3 separate regions of the Zea mays genome follow, and all the other regions are linked to region 3. A link is a contact called in public Hi-C data. All regions are on one chromosome and are shown on one strand. The core of a region is the stretch at or near the end of the contact, and the rest is flanking DNA. Distances in the headings are between cores, read along the strand shown.

The links. Hi-C and Micro-C count contacts between places; a contact is called where the count stands out from the background.
Region 1: a contact with region 3 is called in a Hi-C map of leaf mesophyll, with 5 times the contacts expected there. The contact joins the promoter of LOC100283607 here to the promoter of LOC103651237 in region 3. A contact is called at or near these places in 2 of 25 Hi-C or Micro-C datasets (ear and leaf mesophyll).
Region 2: a contact with region 3 is called in a Hi-C map of ear, with 3 times the contacts expected there. The contact joins the promoter of LOC100273184 here to the promoter of LOC103651237 in region 3. A contact is called at or near these places in 2 of 25 Hi-C or Micro-C datasets (ear and leaf).

What each region holds. Positions count from the first base shown.
Region 1 is chr3:206,432,142-206,435,198 of Zm-B73-REFERENCE-NAM-5.0, reverse strand. LOC100283607 (anther-specific proline-rich protein APG) reads left to right here and starts at 1,351. Exons shown (of 4, transcript NM_001156508.2): 1 at 1,351-1,807; 2 at 2,808-2,932; 3 at 3,016-3,057. The coding sequence starts at 1,549.
Region 2 is chr3:205,662,260-205,665,704 of Zm-B73-REFERENCE-NAM-5.0, reverse strand. LOC100273184 (BURP domain protein RD22) reads left to right here and starts at 1,615. Exons shown (of 3, transcript NM_001147629.1): 1 at 1,615-1,682; 2 at 1,940-2,051; 3 at 2,183-3,445. The coding sequence starts at 1,644. The coding sequence ends at 3,402.
Region 3 is chr3:206,008,282-206,011,512 of Zm-B73-REFERENCE-NAM-5.0, reverse strand. LOC103651237 (pentatricopeptide repeat-containing protein At5g50280, chloroplastic) reads left to right here and starts at 1,290. Exons shown (of 2, transcript XM_008676855.2): 1 at 1,290-2,680. The coding sequence starts at 1,809.

The DNA.
Region 1 (3,057 bases), core at 102-2,601, 420 kb before region 3:
TGCTCGTATTCTGAGAAGTCGATGCTACCAGACGTCGCCGAGGCTGGCATGGACCAGCGGCAGCTAGGCCGGCGGAATGCGCTCTGATTTTTGCCCGTGGACTGGAAGAGCCTGGCACGCGCGGTCGTAAATTCCGTGACCCAAACCGAATCATGCATGCACACCTGGCTGGCTGCGCGCCTAGCTAGGCGCGCACGCAGATCGCCCGACGCCCGGTGAACCTTCCTTGCGAGTTCGCAGCCCTCCTCCTTGTTCTCACGACTATAGGCGTTTAAACACGCGTCCTTGGATCACCGAAATGGCCGTGTCGCCATGCTCGCTAGGAAGGGAAGGGCAAGGGCGTCTGTTGTTTAGTTAGTCAGAATGCTGTAGAGTGCGTGCGCGTGCACAGCAACTCAGCGAGAGGGTTAGGGCTGGGACGTGCGCGGGTGGCCCCCGCGGTTGGGAGGAGTAAAGCGCCGCCGCGGCAGGTTCCCCCCGCGCCCGCGCGTCATGTGCGCCTGTAGGCTGGAGGCTGGAGCTCGCTCTGGGCGGCGCGGAATGCCGGCCAGCTCACTGGATCAGGTGGGGCCGGGGCCAGGCTGCGTCGGGCACAGAAAAAATGGTTCTTTTTTTTTCTTTTCTTTTCGGAGAGGGGTGGGGCTGCTGTACCGTCGGCGTTTCGGCTTGAAGGAGCTTGAGCTCTCTTCTGACGTCGTTAGTACCTCCTTCCTCCTACCGACATTAATGGAGATACCCTCGCCGTGCCTCTCTCGACGCACTTGCGTTGCGTGGTACATCGCCCGAGATGCGCTGCGCTGCTTTCTGTCGGTAGAAAGCCTTTTTGTTTCTTTTGCGTGGTATACTTGTGTGTCTTTCACTGGGATCATCAGCCTTGCATTGGGCGTACGTGGCCGTGTCCTGGCCTGGCCTGGCCTGGGGAATTCAATGAAGTGACTAGATCCGTACGTCTAAGTTCTAACCCCGGCCGGCCGGTAGTAAAGTTGAGTTCCGCCACCGTCGTCGGTAATCGGGTCCCTCGGCTCGGACCAGGGCATGCAGCAGGGATGACTGATGAGGGAGCGCACATCCACTGGCAGCGGAACGACATGGCCACGTTTCCGCAATTGAATGCGCGGCGGCTCCCAGAGCTTCCGCTTCCAACTTGAGCTCGATCGGTGTGGAGCGCGCGCCCGGCCCACGCCGGCTGGACACTGCGCTGCATGCCACTTATGTGCAGTGCAGGCGGCGACTGTGCGTGCACTCGCTACGCTAGCTCCTCCATCCCTGGATTCCCTGCACACTGCACCACCGCGCTGCCGCCGTCCTCGCCCTGCTCCTGCTGCCTATATATACTGCCGCGTGACTCGCAGGGACGGAGCAGACGTTGGCCGCCCGCCATTGGTCCGCCGATATCTCTTTTTCCCTCTCTCTCCTTTTCTGCTTAAGTTCCCGTCCACGAGAGCAGGTAGTAGTAGCTACTAGTAGCTAGCAAGTCGGCCAGCACGCTCGCTCGCTCGCAGCAGTCGCTAGCCAGACAGCATTGGCGCCGGCCCGCGCGTGCGCGCCATGGAGGAGGCGAGGCAAAGGCGGCGGCTGTGCCTGTGCCTGCTGGTGGCGGCCGTGAGCTGGGCGCTGCTGGCGGCGGTGGCGCGGTGCGACCCGCAGGTGCCGTGCTACTTCATCTTCGGCGACTCGCTGGTGGACAACGGCAACAACAACTACATCGTGTCGCTGGCGCGCGCCAACTACCCGCCCTACGGCATCGACTTCGCCGCCGGCCCGTCGGGGCGCTTCACCAACGGACTCACCACCGTCGATGTCATCGGTAAGCAGCTAATAGCCAGCTGCTAGGCCGGCGGCGGTGTGCATGCGTGGTCGAGCTCGATCGAGCAGGTAGACCGACCTGGGATTTATTAATACGTAGTACGTTACGTACGTACGCGCGTCGGTGGATAGAGACACGTACGCAGGTAGATCTGTACAGGAGCCAGGATAGAGATGGTGACATGCATGGAGAGATCCACTCCCATGTAGAGATGGCAATGGGTAAATACCCACCGGGTATTACTACCCCATACCCATACCCACGACAAAAAAATAACCCCACCGGGTCACCCATATACACTGGTGGGTATGGATTTACCCCCATACCCATACCCACGTGGGTATGGGTCACACATCGGGTCACCCGTACCCACAAAAATTAAACATCTATCAAAATATTATATTATACAAATATCAAGTATATCCATCTAAATACCATTACAAAATTTCTAGCATCATTTAACCATCCATTCAACACACATTGGGTGAATTACATGTTCCATTACATGGTCATTAAATTGTCGTTAAGCCTTCTATGACATAATGACCTAAAAGATTATTAAATAGTAAAAAAGATGGATGACTAAAGTCTAAGTTCATGCTTGGGCTAAGTTTATATTGGGTATTTTATACCCACGGGTTAACGGGTATGGGTGAAGGTGGAACGTTATAATACCCGTTTACCCATTGGGTGAAGATTTTTGCCCAATAACAGACCCACGGGTAGAATATTTAGCCCACATACATACCCTAATGGAGTAAATACCCATCGGGTATCGGGTCGCGGGTACCCATTGCCATCTCTACTCCCATGCATGAGCACACCACCGCCTACTATACGTTCAGTTATGCTTGCTACTATTAGAAAACCCTGCACGAGCCACTCGTGCCTGAATAATAAGCAGACGACGTACGTGTTTCGACAACTTCAATTCGATCGACCAGGACGACAGGTGCGCGTACGTGTTTAGTTTTCTCACCGTGCGCAATTTGCACAACAGCTCAACTTCTGGGTTTCGACAACTTCATCCCGCCGTTCGCCGCAACGAGCGCGGACCAGCTCCTGGGCGGCGCCAACTTCGCCTCCGCCGCCGCCGGCATCCGCGCCGAGACCGGCCAGCAGCTGGTATGTATACACATATCCATACCATATCACTGCCAACACTACGAGCTGAGCTATAGCCAGACGATGCTACCGAATGAATGCAGGGCGGGCGGATCCCGTTCGCGGGGCAGGTGCAGAACTACCAG
Region 2 (3,445 bases), core at 366-2,865, 350 kb after region 3:
GAAACAGCCCCTTGGCTGTACACAGCCACCTCATTCCTTTTCTTTTTCTTCCTGTTTCCAATACTTAGACAAGTATATTAGTACACAAAAACAATGTACTAAGACATAGAAACATACCTTTGCTTGTGATTTGCACTTTGTTCATCCATGAGCATAGATTCACATTTAAGCACTTGTGTTTGCACTCAATCACCAAAATACTTAGAAATGGCCCGAGGGCACATTTCCCTTTCAACATCGAACAACAATAGTACAAGGGGAGGTGAGGTGGGTGGTGGGGACACAATGAGAGGTAGTGGCGGGGGCAAGAATTGCTAAACGCGGGGAGAGAGCGTGCAACGAGAGAGAGGAAGACGACTACGCGACTGGGTTGGGATCTTAGAGTTAAGATCTATGATGTCAAGATTTGTGTAATGGTTTATGACACTGAAGTAGTGATTGCCACAGCAGCGTCGTATGGTGTCATGATCTATTGCACTGAGCTATATTACATCGGTGTAGTAGGTTACCACATTGAAATATTTGGTAAAATTGGATTTATGACCATCAAAAGTGTAAACATGGATTTTTTAGGAAGAAAATATTGAATACAAAGAATTCAACCCAGCTATGGCTAACCAGACTAATTACTCATGGTTGTTCGCGCGGTGAAGACTAGGACATGTTTGGATCTCATGTACTAAAATAAAATGATTAAAGTTTATGCCCCATTCAAATATACTAGATCTAATAGTTACTAATAAAATTAGTATAAGACATCCAAACACTATAACTAATAGTTCCGTTATTAGCCAACTAATTTTACTAGTAACTTTTGAACCAACTAACTATTAGTTGTATTGAATTACAGTCTCTTAGTCAGTTTATATAAACTGGATTCCGAGTTTCTTAAAAATCAAGAAGCTTGTCTGCTCTAGCTAAAACTAGTTTATGAAAATTGATTGGCTTCAAACACCATTAATTAGTTTTTTTTCTAAAACCAGTTTCTAGAAATTGGAATAGAAACTGCATTCTTATAAAAAAAAAGCTAGATCTCTTGCCTTAGTAATTTTGGTTTAGCTCGTAGAACCCCAGCGGACCTGCTGTCCGCCGGTCGCTAGCAGGTGGTTTCCCAGCGCAACCGTCTTCGCCGCGCGGCACGCGAGCAGGCTGGGCCGGTGCCGTCGCCCATCGGCTTGGGACAGTGACGGGCATTCAATAACGCATCAGCCAGTCACTCAGGTGGGGGACAGTTGAGTTGCCGCGATACAGTTCCATATGGGCCATGGCCCATGGCCGCCCCGGTCGTCTTGTCTCGCTACGGCTCTCTACTGCCCATACCGCTACCACTGTACGTGCCTGCTGACCGCCGAGCGCCGAGCAATCCTTGGAGCCGGCCGATCCCGGCGTGGTTCGGTGGTGGCACTCTATTACCGCAACTGCTGTCTGTACCTCAGAGCTGAGCAGCAGCGGTGAATTATTGATCCCTCTCCTTTCATGCCAATTAATTCTCTCAACTCCCAATCTACTTACTCCCTGCTTTTGGTTATAAATAGTGGCAAGTGCCACCTGCTGCACGGCCATCGTCTGCAACTGCATCGCTCGCTCTCTCCTTTCACTGGGAACATCTATCAGCTCGCGCTCATTGGCCATCTTTGGCTTCCATGGAGAGGCTCATTGCCGGCCTACTTGGCTTCCTATTGGTCAGTCAGTCACTGCCACGCAGCTCATGCATCTTGTGCACCTTTTTCTCACATGATTTGCTTCATCAGCCTTTACATGTGGATTTGAAAAGATTCAGCTTAACATATATGAAGTTGTATGATTGCTACTTGTATGGTTTTTCTATTGTTATTGTATATGGAAGCAGTTTCAGAGATGTTAACATTCTTTACACCTTAGTATTGACATAAGGTAGACGACCTCTGATGCAAGGATAACTCTTGTGGTTTGCATGCAGGTTGCATCGGTAGGAAGCCATGCAGCTCGTGCTCCGGATCAGTACTGGAAGTCTGCTCTTCCCAACACTCCCATGCCGACCTCCCTCTCCCAACTCCTCGACGCCGCTCCAGGTATAACAACAGACAGCTCCAGACCTTCATCAAATCATCAGTAGATAAGATACTTCGTATAGGCATGTGCCTGTCCCATCATACAAACATACGTGCCAACGCCACCTCTTCAATTCCCTGCTTGTTCGCAGCCGGCGGCGGCACGACCGTCAACGTCGGCTGGGGCGGTGTTCACGTCGATGCTGGGCACGGTAAGCCCGGGGGTACGACGGTTGACGTAGGCAAGGGCGGCGTCGGCGTCAACGTTAACCCTGGCAGGAGCGGCAAGCCCGGCGGCACGACGGTTGGCGTCGGGAAGGGCGGAGTCGGCGTTAACGTCAACCCGGGATACGGAAAGCCCGGCGGCACCACCGTTGGCGTCGGAAAGGGTGGCGTTGGCGTTAACGTCAACCCCGGCAAGCCCGGTGGCACAACGGTCGGCGTCGGCAAGGGCGGAGTGGGCGTCAACGTCAATCCCGGCAAACCGGCCGGTGGTGCCGGTACAACCGTTGGCGTTGGCAAAGGCGGCGTGGGCGTGGGCGTCAATCCCGGGCACGGCAAGCCGGGCGGCACCACGGTCGGCGTTGGCAAGGGCGGGGTTGGCGTTCACGTGAACCCGGGAAAGAAGCCCGTCCACGTCAACGTCTCCCCTTTCATCTACACGTACGCCGCGTCGGAGACGCAGCTGCACGACGACCCCAGCGTGGCGCTCTTCTTCCAGGAGACGGACCTCCGGCCCGGTAAGAAGATGACCGTCCAGTTCGCCAGCACCGGGACGACCGGCACCAAGTTCCTCCCGCGGAGCGAGGCCGAGGCCATCCCGTTCTCCTCACAGAAGGTGCCCGAGATCCTCGCCCGCCTCTCGGTGGACCCGGACTCCGTCGAGGCGGCGGAGATGGCGCAGACGCTGCGCGACTGCGAGGCGCCCGCGGCCAAGGGCGAGAAGAAGGCGTGCGCCACGTCGCTGGAGTCCATGGTGGACTTCGCCACCGCCAGCCTCGGGACCAGGCACGTGAGGGCCGTGTCGACCGTCGTGGCGAAGGAGGGATCGCCGAAGCAGGAGTACACGGTGACCGGCGTGGAGCGCGCTGCCGGCGGCACCGACGACGACGGCCGGGTCGTGGCCTGCCACGCGGAGCCGTACGCGTACGCCGTGTTCGCGTGCCACCTGACGCCGCAGACGCGGGCGTACTCTGTGTCGATGCTCGGCAGGGACGGCACGGCCGTGGACGCTGTCGCGGTGTGCCACGCCGACACGTCCGGCTGGAACCCCAAGCACGTCGCCTTCCAGGTGCTCAACGTGAAGCCCGGCACCGTGCCGGTCTGCCACTTCCTGCCGCAGGACCACGTCGTCTGGACCCGCAGCGGCTGAGTCTGCTGGATGGCCGCCGTTTGCTCGCGTCGCGCCGCCTGGA
Region 3 (3,231 bases), core at 41-2,540:
ATAGCCCTAAAGCTATATGAAACTAGGAGAAAAAGCGGTCCAAACTGAGTTGACAGATTTTGGATTTCAGACTTAGTGCAACAAACTGAGTCTGAATTTTAGTGTTGTTAGTGCAGTTTTGGAGCTTCTTTGTAGCTAATCCATGAAGTTATGGGCTATGGTTTATATAGAAGAGTTGAAGCCCATGAAATGGTGAACAAATCTCATTTAGTAAGTTTGGCTTGGTGCTGCATGAAAAGTGGAGTAAAATGTGATTGAACTTTCGCTGTCACGCGTGTGGTGTGCAGTTTCAAGTTCAGTTTGGTGCCGAGTGCAGTTTCATAATCTGAACTGTGATTCAGTTTTGCTGATTTTTTAGAAGCCGCATATTCCTCTCAGTTTTGGACCCTTCTAATTCTTAATTCTTAGAACTTTTGGTGGATCGCCATTACATCAAACTTGGAGATTTATTGTGGAGGAATACTTCTTATGAAGAAGGATCTCCCTATTCTTATTTCGAATTGGGAGAAAACTTTGTTCCAAGTCGAGCTGTTAGGCAAGTGGTGAACTGAACATTGCTTAGGTGACTGAAACTGGTTCAGTCTTTGAGTGAAGAAAGGATCTCCACGCCTGTTGTGTTTCACTTGTGTCAATTCGAGTTGTAGTTTGGGTAGAGGGTTCAAAAGGTGATAAATGGGGAAAGGTTCCAGCTGATTCAAATATCTGAGGAAAGGGGACTCGATGGTTATCTACAGCTGGTGACCACTGTGTTTGTTTGCCTCTGGTTGAGCGCCATCGGCTAGGTTCACTGCTTTACTATGCTATTGAGGATGCATGGTGTTTATGTCTTGAAGCCACGTACCCTGGTTCGAGCAGCTACTGGCACCTCCCTGTGGCCATGTATTTATCGCCGCACCGCTGATTCTCCGTCTCACTGTGGCCAGGCAAGCAAGGTCATGTTTCACGTTGTCGCTTCCACGTTTCGGTTCTCCTATAGGGTACTGTCGTACTGATGCTTATCGGCTCGGCCGTTTCATCTTTACTGCTATAGAACTTCCGGAACATCGCGGCGCCGCCGGCGAACACCGCCTGCCTGGATTAGCTTCACCGTCGCGGTCATATCCTGATCACGTTTGGGAGTCGTTCTACTTTGTGATGAGTCCCTGATACAAACAACAAACTTGTTGTCTTCTTATTTACTTTATAATTTTTATCAAATATGAATGTATAAGTAGTTGGTAAGAGTTTTGATTGTTTGCTATTGTACCTTTTGCTAGGGTTATATATGTGAGTTTTTACTGGCGTTATATACGAGTTTGGGATAGCAAAGGATGGCAAAATAGCCCCAGTCTGTCATTCCCTCTCCACGCCACACGCACGGCTCCATCCTTCTATCTGCGCTCGCGCCGCCCGGGAGCTCGCCGTCGTCACCTCGTCGGGGCGCCCTCGTCCAGTCCGGCTCTCCCTTCGTCGCTCCGCGGCTCTGCCGGCGTCTGGGGCCCCGGTCTCCGGGCTTTGGTGGCGCCCCCCACCGGCCCACCCCAGCGGGCAGCGGCAACTGCCACTCTGCGGCTCTGCTAGGGGCAGGGAGGAGCAGTGGCGACTCTGCTAGGGACAGGGAGGAGCAGTGGCGGGCAGCGTCCTTCCTTTTGTTTGGCCCGGGGCTTCGGAATTACCTGGATCCGCCACTGCATCTAAGTCCTCCTCCGCACACTCTCCACCGATCCTCGACGCGCGCGTGAGCAACACCACCGTGGTATCGGCGACCACGAGCGGCGCCTTTTGGATTCGCCCGTGACTTGCTCCCACCGTGTTTGCCACTCGCCAGGATGACGCTGTTGTTGGCCCAACAGCTACTTTCCTTCTCCTTCGCCTTTCCACCTCTCCGCGCCCTCCACCTTGGCAGCCCCCTTAAAGCCTATCCGTCCTCCAAATGCTTCGTCTACTCTCATTGCCCTTCCCAATTCCAAACCTGGTGGCCTCGAAGTCGCCCAGCCGCCCATCCTGCGCATAGTTTCTTTGAAGAACAAGAAAGCGAAGGCAGCGACTATGGGGATGAGGCGGTGGGCTGCTTGGGCGAACCTGCCACACACGGCACCTGGGAGGATACGGATGACGAGGGCAGCTGGTTGGGCCCGACTCGATGCGGCGCCTCGGAGGATGAAGACGAGGACTGTGGTGAGGAGGTGGGCCACTGGGACCCGCCTGTCAGCCGCTTTCGACCGCAGCGCGAGGAACCATACCAAGCAGAAGAGGACGACGATGAAGAATGCGAGTGGTTGGACCCGACCTCCTTTTTGCGATGCCAAGAAGTGGTAAGCGGTGTTTGCAGCACCACGGCAGCCATGGACGAAATCCTAGCCTTTGCGAGGTGCTCAGCTGCGGCGGGGGAACAAGGATTCGCCGAGTTCATGGCCGGATACAGCCACGGGAACCTCAGCGAGGAGGAGTGCATTGAATTAATGTGGAGGATGTCCAACGAGGGGCTTGCGTTGGGCTGTGCACACCTGTTCCAGTGGCTGCGGGAGAAGCAGCCGGTGCCAGTATCATCAATGGTATGGTTGATGGCTTTTGTTTCGCTTGGGCGTTGTGACATGGCTGATGTGGTCTTGGAGATTGTGGCAAGGTTACCCTTGGAAAGGGATTTCCGTGAGGTAGTTCTTTATAATGCCGCGATATCTGCTGTTGCCTACTGTAGGAGGTGAGCATTGTCTTGTTTGGTATCAGAGACTGAGTGCAACATTTAGTGGGCTTCTCATCGTGAATACCACTGTGTGCTGGAAATTGATAGTTTCATATTCTTGGCACATGTTCTGTGGATTAGATAATCTCTTGGATGAAGATTTGTGTGTCTCCACACTCTACAGATGTCTTGTGTCCTTTTAATTAGTTCATATTATCAGATTGAGTGAATGAGGTTCTAGTTAGACAACTGCGGCCAACTTTCTGAAATGTCTTGGAAGTCAAGGATGAATTTGTGTATTAAGTTGAAAATTTGAGAGGAAGAGAAGTTTACATGTGAAAATTTTGGGGAGAAATAATTTTTATGCCTGAGCCTAATAGATGAAGCTCCATTCCCTCTGTCTCTCTATGATATAAAGATGCTCTGCTATCCTGCCTCTGTGAGAAAAAAGAATAGATTAAGCTCCAAATGTTAAGATTGTCAAAGTTTGATCTGACAAAGCATATACAAGACAAAATATTAGTACAACAACTAAGAGGCATATGCCTGTGTTTTCAAGTCGTCTGACT